2 separate regions of the Mus musculus genome follow, and region 2 is linked to region 1. The links are chromatin contacts, called in public promoter capture Hi-C maps. All regions are on one chromosome and are shown on one strand. Each heading gives the region's core, a stretch centred on a gene start, on an enhancer-like site or on the middle of the called end of the contact. The rest is flanking DNA. Distances are from core to core; before and after follow the strand shown.

Evidence for each region. Promoter capture Hi-C pulls out the DNA fragments that hold promoters and counts their contacts.
Region 2: a promoter capture Hi-C map of macrophages shows a contact between it and region 1, with 6 read pairs. The contact joins the promoter of Mmp10 here to the promoter of Mmp13 in region 1. A contact is called at or near these places in 9 of 39 promoter capture datasets (the 3T3-L1 cell line, the C10 cell line, cranial neural crest and 4 more), 1 of 484 Hi-C or Micro-C datasets (cortical neurons), 1 of 115 datasets of contacts at active chromatin or transcription factors (large pre-B cells) and 2 of 9 other capture datasets (adipose tissue and liver).

Annotation. Positions count from the first base shown.
Region 1 is chr9:7,269,092-7,276,083 of GRCm38.p6, forward strand. It overlaps Mmp13 (matrix metallopeptidase 13), which reads left to right and starts at 3,423. Exons shown (of 10, transcript NM_008607.2): 1 at 3,423-3,586; 2 at 3,674-3,915; 3 at 4,802-4,950; 4 at 5,118-5,243. The coding sequence starts at 3,464. Gm31639 (a long non-coding RNA gene) reads left to right here. Exons shown (of 5, transcript XR_379095.2): 5 at 1,001-2,417.
Region 2 is chr9:7,498,715-7,505,706 of GRCm38.p6, forward strand. It overlaps Mmp10 (matrix metallopeptidase 10), which reads left to right and starts at 3,628. Exons shown (of 10, transcript NM_019471.3): 1 at 3,628-3,784; 2 at 4,432-4,676; 3 at 4,767-4,915; 4 at 5,347-5,472; 5 at 6,118-6,282; 6 at 6,813-6,954. The coding sequence starts at 3,680.

The sequences.
Region 1 (6,992 bases), core at 2,173-4,672:
GCAAGCCAGGTGAGGAAAGCCAGTACAGAACATCCCTCCATGGCCTCTGCATCAGCTCCTGCTTCCTGACCTGCTTGAGTTCCAGTCCTGACTTCCTTTGGTGATGAACAGCAGTATGGAAGTGTAAGCCGAATAAACCCTTTCCTCCCCAACTTGCTTCTTGGTCATGATGTTTGTGCAGGAATAGAAACCCTGACTAAGACAAGGGCTGACACCATCCTTGCACCAGGCTAAAGTAGACATGTCTTGGCAGTTTATAGTTACCATAAAATCTGGACTATAATTTTGTAAAATTAACTAACTAGAACATGTTTATGGCAAAAGCAAATGTTAAGCTTTGTGCATAAAATTGTTAAGATATGTTTTGTTAAGATTTTGAGTTCATTGTCACCTTTCTGGGATTAATGAATAAAAATAAATTATGAATCTCAACAATCCAAATTGTCTGAAAATGTTTCTTTTTGGAATTGAAATGGAAGCAGGGCAATCATAAGGCCAACCTCAGCTCCATAGTGAGTTTGAGGACAACCTGGACCACATAAGACCCAAGCAATTCAACTAACCAAGCAACTGAACAACTGACGTTGTAATCCCATTCCACAGGGTTATGGAAAAAAGAAAATAAAACACGAACAAAGAAATGTTCATAGAGTGTTCCTAAAGGAAAAATCATGTGTTTGTAAAGTCAAGTCACTTATTTTGTAGAAATAAGGTTTTTATGTACATTGTCAACACAGGCAGTGCATAATTCTAATGGGAGTCAAACACTTCACATAAGAAATCCATTGATTTACAGCTTTTTCATAATTTTAATCAAACTCAAATAGGGAAACATTGTGTTTTTTACTAAAGTTGTTTATCATTAATTTTGTTTCTCTCTAGCTTTGAACTTAAGAATTCTTGGCAAAATATATTTGAAAAAAAGCCCAATATGACCTTGGTCAGAGTCAGCAGGAAGTGTTCATTCCTAATTTCATCCTAATGTTTTCTCATTCTATAGGTTTTCAAATTTCCCAGTGATTTCAGCAACCTTTGCCAGAACAGTTTCAAACGCCAACTCAGCTCCCTGTTGTAAAGTGGATCGTTTGAAACCATGCATGCCATTTCTGCAGTGATGAGCAGGAGGTCTGGCTTTCATGACTACACTTAGCAGCCTGAGATAAAGACTTGTGTTGACAAGAGTTTGCTAACACTTCATTGTGATGACACATCCTGTCAGCTGTCTGCAATCACTTCTCCAAGAACAATGCCCCACCCACTCTTGGGCATTCTCTTAAGGAATAGCTGTCTATTTTAATCTTCTGATTACTCTTTCTCTATTTCTGTTTAAAATGGCAGAACTCGTGCTAACATTAACTGTTTGTGATTTTGCCTGTGCTCTTTATTGTTCTTGAATGGAAGAATAAATTACTAAAACATGAAAGAAATTTGAAAATACGCATTAGAGTTGAGAAGTAGTGATGTTTATTGTTGTTTTTCATTAAAGTATTTCTTCTGCAGAGAGCTTATGTTGTAATGATCCAACATGGTGCTTCACAATATAATCATGGTCTTTAGGAAGCTGAAAGGAGAACTGTGTACTCTATCCACTGTATATCAAATAAATCAATCTGAAGGATGTGTGGCACAATGGTTTGAGTGACTTCAAGGTCCTGGGATACATAGGGAGTTCTAAGCTTCCTGGACTACAGTTTAAGGCCCTATACATTGGGCCCTGATATGAGCCCTATGCACAGTATCTGCTTTTGTTTTTGTAGGAATTAAATGAGATAATGCCTTTTAAACCTGACTGGGAGTGATGGCTCAAAACACAGTCCTAATTTTACCCATAGTCCCTAGTCCTAACCATTGGAGTGGCTGCATTCCAACAGAGCCCAGATACAGGTGCTTGGACATGTAGGAAATTCACACAGGTCTCCACAGCCATCTAAAGGTTATGCCAGGATGTTAAAATTCCAGCTTAGGACTCTGCCACATCACCTCCAATAAGATCTGTGTGACAAGTTCCACAAACTGAGGCGATTGACCTCAAAAGGGGGAGGCCTCTTGGAACTGGTTGTGGAACTCTTTGCCAGAGAAAAATGATTGAGCTGTAGTTCTCATGGCAATCTATCTGTTTTGCTTTCTCTTATTCCTTTTCTTATTTACATGTTCCTGGTAGCCTAGGCCAAGATCTTAATTGAGAATAATGGGTAAGAAACCACTCCTAGAGATGGGGCCACTAAGATGACCTTATCCCCAGGGAAACCAACGCTTTACTTTCCAAATCATTTACAAAACTATTATGATAAAAATTTTCCCAACAATAAAATTTCATATGACTACACATGTGTCATTGGAGGTAGATTTTGAGATATGGTAAAGAAAGCCTTAATTAGAAAGAATTAAAATAGTTCAAATTTATACATTGAAGATTACAAAAAGACAGGCACTAGATGTTAAATAATAATTGACCATGGGGCTAGAAAGTTAGTTCAGCCCATTAAAGATCTATTAACCTGCTCCTGGAAATATACCACTAGCCTTGGACGACAGCTCCCACTGAATACATTCTTTTAGAATTGTTATATTTTGATGATTTATAATGATGTTACCAGTTCTGTTTGTGATTCACTGAATACATAGTTTCAGAGTTGTAATGCTTGGATGATTTTTGTGCTTTACTGTGTCAGATGACTTTTGTTGGTATTTGTGATTGTTTCACTGGATACAGTTTCTAAGAAATGTAATGTTCAGTTTTTAATGTATAAAACCCCCTGCTTGAGAGCTGCAGAATACACTCAGATTCAAACTGCCTCTGTGTTTGTTTCTGTTTGTCACCACTGAATCCTTACCCACCTCGCTTCAAGGACCCTCATTCCAGGGACCCCCATACCCGACTGCGGTGGTCTGTGGCAGGACTCAATCATCTACAGTGTCTTAAAGACCTCAAGCTTGGTTCTTATACATTTCTGAGGCCTTCAAGGAAATACAGCAAGGATTCTCACTGTTGCTGCTCAAGACAGAATAGAGTTGAGAACTCATCAACCTATAACCATTTTGTGGACAGAACTTTGTCTTTCCTTACAGGAACAAACATTTTACTTTGCTATTATTATTACCTGAAAAACTCAGAGTAGCTGTTTTCCCTACAAAAGGAAGACAACATTTTTGTCCAGTGAAGTGAAAAATATACTAGCTGCTGCTTCTCCCCACTATATCCATGAAAATGCTGAGGCTGTTTATTTTGCCAGATGAGTTTTGATATTCCCCCACTGAAAGTAGAGATGCCTTCATTTTCCATTTCCCTCAGATTCTGCCACAAACCACACTTAGGAAGAAAAAAAAATACCATGTAAGCATGTTTACCTTCGCCTCACTAGGAAGTTAACACACACCCCAAAGTGGTGACTCATCACTATCATGCTATAAAATAGAAGATGCTTGCCCTGGGAAGGAGAGACTCCAGGCACTGCTGGGCACCATGCATTCAGCTATCCTGGCCACCTTCTTCTTGTTGAGCTGGACTCCCTGTTGGTCCCTGCCCCTTCCCTATGGTGATGATGATGATGATGACCTGTCTGAGGAAGACCTTGTGTTTGCAGAGGTACTGTATTCTGCCAAGGATGGCACTGTAGTGCATTTCTCAAATCCCTATTCTCTTAAAAGCTGGTTATTTTGGTCTCTTTTCTAGCACTACTTGAAATCATACTACCATCCTGCGACTCTTGCGGGAATCCTGAAGAAGTCTACAGTGACCTCCACAGTTGACAGGCTCCGAGAAATGCAATCTTTCTTTGGCTTAGAGGTGACTGGCAAACTTGATGATCCCACCTTAGACATCATGAGAAAACCAAGATGTGGAGTGCCTGATGTGGGTGAATACAATGTTTTCCCTAGAACACTCAAATGGTCCCAAACGAACTTAACTTACAGGTAAAGCAGAGGCTCTGTCCCTCACATATGTTACTTTTTTCTTCTACGTGTCTGACGTTAAGTAGGCCTGGAGTAGTTAATTGGAGGTTCGGTTCAGAATTAGCTTTAATACAAGGTTAAGAAGCACAGAAGTAACTTATATTTAATATCTGATTGCATTTTTCTGCAAAATTAAAAAGTTTATATTACACGTATTTCTAAATGAGTTCTGTAAGTCAACATAAAAAACTAATAAATTAGTAAGACCTATTATCTCAATGCTAGCCCCAACATTATTTTTGGTGAGTGTCTCAAGATATTTCTTGTAGAAATGAAACCACAAGTCAGGGAAGAAATTTAAAAAATTTTTGCTGTATTTATGATGATGTTCCTGAAGATGGAGGGTTCCACTCTTTCCTCAGACCCTACAGTGCCAGATTTTAGCTGCCAACAAATTTATATTTAATATGTTAAATTTAAGGTGCCAAGGTATTTATTTATTTGACAGTGATTAAATATTAGACAGAACTCTTGAATTTAATTCTTTTAAAGCACCTATTATATCTAATGGAAACTTTAAAGCAGCCATTTCAAGTTGAAAAGCAATATTCTAAGAAAGTATATTTGCTTTTTTTGTTCTATGTTGTTTGTTTGTTTAATGTATTTATTTAATGTACAAGTGTTCTGCTGCATATACAGCCACCTGCCTGAAGAGGATATCAGATCTCCCTATAGCCCTATGAATGATTGTGAGCCACCTTGTGATTGCTAGGAAATGAACTCGGGACCTCTGGGAGAGCAGCCAGTGCTCTTAGCCACTGAGCCATCTCACCAGTCCCTAAGAGAGTATGTTTTACAAACAGTTTTAACCTTTCAAAATTTAGCTGACATTTTCTATGTTGAATAGGATTGTGAACTATACTCCTGATATGTCCCATTCTGAAGTGGAGAAGGCCTTCAGAAAAGCCTTCAAGGTCTGGTCTGATGTGACACCACTGAATTTCACCAGAATCTATGATGGCACTGCTGACATCATGATATCTTTTGGGACTAAAGGTAAGGGTGTGGAGTTATTTAGACACATGCTCATACACTAATCCTTCCTTGCTTTCATTTTTTTTTATTCCTTTCACCAGTCATTTACCAATTTCAAAGCATTTGAAAAAGCTGCCAAGTCAGGCACAGTATATATAATGGGACTCTAACTCTTGCTGTCTGCATAGAACATGGTGACTTCTACCCATTTGATGGACCTTCTGGTCTTCTGGCACACGCTTTTCCTCCTGGACCAAACTATGGTGGGGATGCCCATTTTGATGATGATGAAACCTGGACAAGCAGTTCCAAAGGTAATCTTCCTTGTAAAGACTTAGCTCATGTTACTGGATATAGTCTCACTGACACAGTTAGAAAGCATACAAGCAAATCGTGTTTAGCATTTGATTATGCTTTCTAAAATAACAAAAGTATATTTTGTGCTAATTGGTGCCACACCAAACTTTTTTTGTACAAATCATTAAATATGAATAAATTATATGATATTTCTTGCTATGACCTCAAGAATATTCTTTTTGAAATGGGGTCAAACATCTTCTCTTTTAGGCATGGTTCTGTTTCTTTCTTTGGTTTATAGTTTTGCTGTTTAAAGAAATATAGTTTTTTATAAATCTATCTCTAAAAACTATCATGGCTGGTGCTATGGTCCACAACTATATTGGATGTTATTTGAAATAGACTTTTTTTTTTTGGCTGAAATATTAATGGCATAGGCTAGTTAAACTTCTATACCTCATTAGGCACGTTACTTGTCTCAGACTTTCCTACAGCATTCATTCATTCATTCATTCATTTATTTATTTACTTACTTACTTTTTTTTTGGTTTTTGGTTTTTGTTTTTGTTTTTTTGAGACAGGGTTTCTCTGTATAGCCTTGGCTGTCTTGGAACTCACTCTGTAGATCAGGCTAGCCTCGAACTCAGAAATCTTCCTCTCCCTCTCAAGTGCTGGGATTAAAGGCATGTGCCAACACTGCCCGACTCAGCACTCATTCATAAACACTGCTTTTCAAAAACAAGGTGACATCTTACTCAAAATAGCTAGTGTGCAGGTGTGGTTGTATTTATGAGAGTAAAATGAAACTAAGTGTTCAATAAATTCTCTCAGTAGTTAGATCTGTGATTCTGTAGCTACCATTCTCAGCTACTTCTTGTTTTTAAAAGCTCAAAATAATTGGGATATTAACTTACCAAGAACAGCCTCAGAATATTCAAAGTAAGATTTAACTTTGGATCAAGAGAGATTCTGAGTTAGAGCAACTAAGAACAATCATCATAGAAGTTGTTTTTTATTATTTACTTAAATAAAATGGAAGCCATGGTTGATGTTCAGCTATAATCCCAGCACTCAGGAGGCTGAAGTTAGATCATGAATTTGGGTCCAGTTTGAGTTGTATTGGGAGCCTCTGTCTCAAAAAATTTAAGAGAGTAAATAAGTAAAGAATGAATGAATGAATGAATGAATGAATGAGTGGGTTCCTGCCCAAGTGAGAGTAAAATTGGCCCATTCACAATGAATGCCACCTCTCCAATACTTTTAACCTGTCTCTGGAGGGGAAGGGGATGGTTTACATATTCATGCTTTTAGTATCTCATAAGAAGAGTGGGTTTCCTGAGAAGAGCAGCTAGTATTGTTAAAAGTCACAGTAAGTCCCAGACTCAGACTCTTACATGAATCACAGGTTTGAAATGTTTAGTTGAAATAATTGAAAATATATACAGGAAAAATCTGACTTAAGTTTTCAGATGAAGGTTAAAAATAGTTAAGTGACTAATTACTATTCACTGCAATAATTATTGTTCATCCCAACCATGTGACCTTTGAGTGCAAGTCAGTTTATTTTCTTTACACATTGGCTCTGATAACAAAGTATATTTAATGAGCAAATAAAACACTGGCTCGAGCTCCCCCTCTCATCTGTCTTGGGGCATTGCTTTTTGTGGTGCTGGAGATTGGGCCTTTGTGAATACGAGGCAGATGCTCTACTACTGAGATACATCCCCAGCATTTTCCATTTACCATGCACTCTTACAATTTAAAAT
Region 2 (6,992 bases), core at 2,378-4,877, 230 kb after region 1:
ATTTTAGCCACAAGTCGTGGTGTTACTAATGACATAATTCTTGCCTAGGTCTTGCTAAATCTGAGGTTGATAATTCTCCTTTAGGAGCTGCACAGCACTCGAAACTGTGCATACTGGTTTGTGATCGTACAAATTCAGTATGGGCATCGCTTGGTGCAGAGAGCACTGCAGGAAAAAGCCCAGCTTGACCATTTCTGAGTTTCCTGTGAGAAAGAGGTTGGTATCATATTTTGGCTAAAAATCAAAAATATTTTTTGGCTCTGCCTCACCTCCCCAAAAGGTACCGAGAGCCACAGGTGTGGGTCTTACCAGTACCCACGGGAGGAATCGGGTCAATGTCCACCCAAGCCAAGGTTAAAGGCCCACTCATCTATGGATGAAAAAATCATTTGATCACCTCAGTTAAGCGTTGCCTTATTTAACTTAATTAATAGGGGGAGAGAGATTGGAGACCGTACTGTCTTCACTGCCTCCCACCCCAAAATAAAAAAGCCAATTGGCCTTATACTACAGAGCCGGCCGAACCCCTTCTCCCTGTTTCCCACCTATCATCCAAAAATGCGGAGGAATATCAACTTAGTGTTATTCTTATTATAGTGTATTTCACATTTGTTCAGTCAAACTTAGCCAGAGTTCCAACGCCCTACTTAAAATTCAACTAGAAAGTTACCTACCAAGTACTAATTAGCATTATAAAGTCAGAGCCTACAGCTCCAGGCTTTTCAGTTAGTTGTTTACTAAGATAAGAAAGGACAGTCTTAGCCAGATACAGTTTACCATAAGAAAAGTTAAGGAATCCCATCCTGACTAACTACAGATTTCCCTCCCTGTTCCCCCCCCCAGTCTCTCCTTTACCTCCCTTCTCCCTCAAATCCACCCCTTATCCTGCCTCCCCTCAGTAAACACAGACATCCCAGGGACATCAACCAAACTCCACATATCAAGCTACAATAAGACCAGTCACATACTGAAAGATCCTGGCAGAATGTAAAAGGTCTCAGAAGCCCTGAAATTGGCAAAATAGATTTTACTGTTAGTAGAACTAGCTTCACTAATTTAGAAAAATAAAGGTGCACAATGCTTTGGCCGCTCCTCGAACCTGTGTGTCTGCCAGTGTTCTGACCAGGTGTGTGCCCATTGCTGCACCTTCATTAGAATCTTTCCTTGTACCCCTCCCATACCCATTTCTTGAAGAATCAATCATTTTAGAATAGATATTGTTTAGATCTGGAAATCCCCTACTCCCCCCATTCTCCTTTCCCCTCTGAGGGCCTATAAAAACTGGGACCTCTTTCCCCTCGAGGTCAACTCCTCTACCCCTGCGTGGGATATGAGTCATCCCCAGAGCTCTGGCTTTCCCTGAAGCCTCATGTGGTTTGCAACAATCTTGGTCTATCGTGAGTTCTTGGGTGTCTGTTATTGTCCTGAGGCCTAAGCGAGGGGCTCCTTTTGGAGTCTTTCAATACCATCACATCAATGGTTGGCAAGGCAACTCAGTAGAAGGAAAAGGGTCCCACAAGTATGCAAAAGAGTCAGGGACACTGCTACCCCTTCCTATTGTTAGGATTCCCACAAGAACACCAAGTTAGCTTCAGCCATAACATATATTCAAAGGACCCAGGTCAGACCCCCACAGGCTCCCTGGTTTCTACATGCCACCCTGAGTCCCAGTCAGTTGATTCTGTGGGCTGTATTCTTCTGGTGTGTCCCTGACCCCTCTGCTTTCTCATATCCTTCCTACCCCTCCTCAGCAGGACTCCCACAGCTCCACCGGTGTGTCTGTGGAACTCTGCATCTGCTCCCATCAGTTGCTGGATGAAGTCTCTCTGGTGCTAGGCTCTGGATCCGAACACTCTGCAGGCAGAACAAACTGGAAGCCGGAGTTTTTGTGATTGTGTTGGTGCCCCAGTCCCTCCTTGAGGCCTTGCCTGGTTACAGAAGGTGGCTGGTTCAGGATCCATTTCTCTATCACTAGCAGTCTTACAAAGGGATACTCTTGGAGTTTACACTGCACTAGCTTTCTTCTTCACCCCCAAAACGCCTCACAAATACAGCTTTTCTCCCAGTATTTCTCCCTTCCCCACCACCTGATCCTTTGTTCCCACTCCTACCTGCAACCAGTCCATCGGCTAAATCTATTCTCTCTCCCCTTCCCAGGGAAATTTTTGTGTCCCTTCTTAACCTACCAACCCAGAGAAGCCATAACATTTTTGATCGGCATATAAGTATGGTGAGCTAGTCTTCTGTGAAATCATTCTTCAGTTTTTATGATTCTAATCTTGACCTTCTTAGGTTGTTCTGCAGATTAAAGATAACATGTAGTTAAAAATTTCACATAAAAGAGCTCTGTTCTAGGATTCCACTTTGCCTTAATGAACTGCATAAGCCTGCTTGTTTTACTCTATAAATATTCGGTACATTTAATAAATAATAACTTACTTAAAAATAAACAGGACTCCATTACCCCCAAGTTATTAATCTCCTTCAGGTGTGGTGGCCTAAAGTAGAGTTCTTTTATCCACCAAAATCACTCCTGCAAGGCACACCCTTTCATGGTTAGTCAACCACAGTCAAAATCATAACTCTGATCAACAAGAACCATCAGCAGGATGTGCCACCAACAACAAAGGAATGATTCAAATGAATATGAGGCATCTCAGAATGAGTCGACTCAGCACCTCAGGCAGTTAGCAATCTGTCCTGCTAACAAGCCCTATCAGCTAATAACCCAGGAATAAAGTAAAAAGGCACTTGCTGCCCGCATGAAGTACACATAAAACCAAGACCTTGTTTGTTTTCCATAGGGAAAGCAATCACGGGATAAAATTACATACTTGCTCAAGTCTAGCTGATGGTTCAGTCTGTCAGCCTCTTTGCCTCTCTGAATTTTAGGTTGGCATATTCTCTGTGTAGTGCCTACACTAAGCCACAAGCTGACTTGGCTGGCCTAGTGTACACATCCCTCATCCAAGCTGTGGCTCAAAGGCCTCAAAGCCTCCTGGTTTAGGAAGAGGAGGACAGAGGTAGGAAGAATATTTTCATTTAATAGTTAATTAACTGATTTCCATTTGACACGTCTTTATGGAGCCAGTATATGCTTATAGCAATTATTCTGAAACAGAGAGTAGGTGGGCCCCAAGCTTCTTACCTCTGTACATTTCCTCCTCCGTATTGACTGCTTTCTCAGAGTACTCTTACCCCAGGGCTGGAAATACCTCTTACCCAAGGACTCCAGCAATGGAGTTTCTGCCATTATAGCTTCCTAGACAGCAGTCCTTACATTCACTTTGCAATCTCTTTCCATTAAACTATTCACTCCTTGCCTGAATGTATGTAAGCCTAAGGCATGTTTTTAAAAATTACACTGCTTTCAAAATATCTAAACATTTTGCAAATATTAATTACCCAGACAGTCCCTTTTCCTCTTTGTAAACACAGAAGCCACATCCTTGAGATTAAGCATTCTTTCAAGTTTACTAGGTTGAGGGATTCACTGATGTAAGCTATTCTCTCTTCATCTTATGAATGTTCTTGTAGTCATTTGGATTAAAAATAGCACCCATGTGAGTCATGCTTAGTGACCTAAACACCGACTCCCTATAAAAGAGTGGCCACTAAAGGGAAGATATGGAAACCAGGTGCTAGAGAAGGATCGGTTTTTAAAGTAAAGACTGTCTGTATGGAGCCACTAGCCATCCTGGCACTGCTGAGCCTACCAATCTGCTCAGCGTATCCTCTGCATGGGGCAGTGACACAAGGCCACCCAAGCATGGATCTTGCTCAGGTAATCAGTCAGTGGTGGGGATCCGCTTCAACCAAAGTGGAGGCACAGCCTTGCCCTTTGGTCTTCCAGCAGCAGTAGTTGAGTTAGTTAGAAGTTGTGTTGGAAAATATCCAAGTGTAAGAGGTAGAAACTCCATCTTCACCGAAAAGTGAAAAGGGAAGGAAGGAATCGCAGTTACTGGGGGTAAATAACAATGACAGCAGCCGAAGTGGGGAGACTGGGAATGGATGAGCTCACTCCTGTGCTGGAATTATGCTATTTAAGATACTTTAGGAGGGAGGGCATGATAATATTTATCTCCTACAACTTCAAGAAGCAAAGAATACTCTAATTTTTCATTTGTGAAAAAAAATGAATTTATCCAACAACACTCAACATTGACAGGTTTGTGTTAATAATGGAAATAGAAAACTTAGATACATCCATTTAATGTGCTCATACATTTATGCCGACTTCCTTGCTTTGGTAGCAAATTAAATTGCAATGAAATAATAAAATGAGGGATTTTTGCAGGAAAAAAATCAAATGAAGCACTACATCTACTTGTGTTTCACTAAACTGGGAATGATTAAAATAGATCTTGAGATTTGTGTATGTGTTTACATTTCATAGCAACCTCTTTAAAACTATGCTTGTTTCTCCACTAGCAATACCTAGAAAAATACTACAACTTTAAAAAAAATGAGAAACAAATTTTCAAAAGAAAGGACAGTAGTCCTGTTGTCAAAAAAATTCAAGAAATGCAGAAGTTCCTCGGGTTGGAGATGACAGGGAAGCTGGACTCCAACACTATGGAGCTGATGCACAAGCCCAGGTGTGGTGTTCCTGATGTTGGTGGCTTCAGTACCTTCCCAGGTTCGCCAAAATGGAGGAAATCCCACATCACCTACAGGTAATGGCTCCAGAGTTTTCACACAGCGTTATAAATGTGTCAGGAGCATCACAGAAGCAAAGATTACCTTCTTTGATTTCTCTTATCCAGGATTGTGAATTATACACCAGATTTGCCAAGACAGAGTGTGGATTCTGCCATTGAGAAAGCTTTGAAGGTCTGGGAGGAGGTGACCCCACTCACTTTCTCCAGGATCTCTGAAGGAGAGGCTGACATAATGATCTCCTTTGCAGTTGGAGGTAATGCTCTCATCTGGTGTTTGAGTTATTCAGGCTACTCAAACAAAATATCTCACATTGGAAGATCTGTAAACAACACAAAGGTATCACTCAGACTTCCTGAATCTGAAAAATATAAAATAAGGGGGTGGGAAAACTCAATCTGGTGTGTTCTTAGGTAGCACCTGTGTTACCTCCTATGGCAAAAGCAGCCAAGAGGTGCCTCCAACTTCTTTCTCATAGACACTAATGGACACTAAGCATCCATGAAGACTCACACCCTTATCGTATTCTAAAGGTGATGGCTGCCTAGCATTCCCATCACACTGAAGATTACATCTAGATTTCAAGAGAAATAAACTGTCAAACCATACAGCCCCTGAGCTCTCTTACTGAAAAGGGATTGGAGGAAATTCTAATACTTACATTTCTGTACATTTGTTTACCATCAGAACACGGAGACTTTTACCCTTTTGATGGGCCAGGACAGAGTCTGGCTCATGCCTACCCACCTGGCCCTGGATTTTATGGAGATGTTCACTTCGATGATGATGAGAAATGGACACTTGCACCCTCAGGTAGGATAAGGTCAGATATGAGTTGTCCAAGAATAACATGATTGTCTAGAGCAAGTCTCAAATGGAATATTCTGCTATCTGTACTTTCTGATTCGCTGTGTAGCAACCTGAAGCCCTATTAGTAATCTACCCATTACATGGTAATGAACCATGTAAGCTGAGTCATTCTTTCTTTGCTCCAAGTACAATATGGTGAGTGCCATTCAACTTTCTTTCCACAATTCAGGATCTTGTACAGGGTTTGAGTGTAACCTCTTCAACACTGTGTACCACTGTTCACCACTGTTAACTGCTATTCACCACTGTTTACCAATCCCATAATAGAGGAGTAGTTTAATGAATGTAATTGAGTAAGACAGTGTGTGATCCCAAGGATGCCCTGTGTGTGCCAGGCATGGTGGCGCATGCCTTTAATCCCAGCACTTGGGAGGCAGAGGCAGGCGGATTTCTGAGTTCAAGGCCAGCCTGGTCTAAAAAGTGAGTTCCAGGACAGCCAGGGCTATACAGAGAAACCCTGTCTCAAAAAACAAACAAACAAAACAAAACAAAACAAAACGGATGCCCTGTGTGGTTGGCATGAGCAATGTGTGTTTGTTTGTGGAATAGTAACGGTTACACTCTGAATATTTGTGGTTTCTCAAACAGGGACCAACTTATTCCTGGTTGCAGCCCATGAACTTGGCCACTCCCTGGGTCTCTTTCATTCCGACAAGAAAGAATCTCTGATGTACCCAGTCTACAGGTTCTCCACAAGCCCAGCTAACTTCCACCTTTCTCAAGATGATATAGAGGGCATTCAATCCCTGTATGGTAAGCAAGAAGAAAAAGAGGCTTAGGGGTGGTTTTTGTTTGTTTGCTTGCTTGCTTGCTTGCTTGCTTTAGTCAGTGCTCTTTAAGAATGTGGTACAGTAAGTCTTCAGGAAAACTTTTGTTTTTATTACATTGTGTGCTCTCGTGTGCACTTGTGTGTGTGTGTGTGTGTGTGTGTGTGAGAGAGAGAGAGAGAGAGAGAGAGAGAGAGAGAGAGAAGTATGAGAAAGAGAAGTATGCCTGTGCGTGCGTGCGTGCTATGGCATACATGTGCAGGTCAACCTGTAGAAATAAGTGTGTTATCTCCTTTCACCATCTGTGTCTTACGTGGTGATGACATGAGACATCCCAAGTCATCAGGCCTGCAGCAGGTTCCTTTACCACCAACTGAGCCTCCTCCCTAACCCCTGGATTAAATGTCTACATACTGTTTCATCTCAAAACACCATGAAGAAGTTTAAATACTTTGTAAATTGTTATATGTATTCCTGACCTAATAACATTTGCTTCTCCTAAACTACTCCCTTCAGGAGCCGGTCCCTCCTCCGATGCCACAGTGGTTCCTGTGTTGTCTGTCTCTCCAAGACCTGAGACCCCAGACAAATGTGATCCTGCTTTGTCCTTTGATTCAGTCAGCACGCTGAGAGGGGAAGTCCTATTCTTTAAAGACAGGTTAGACAAAAATATTTTCCTAGCTACTCTTTTGGTAA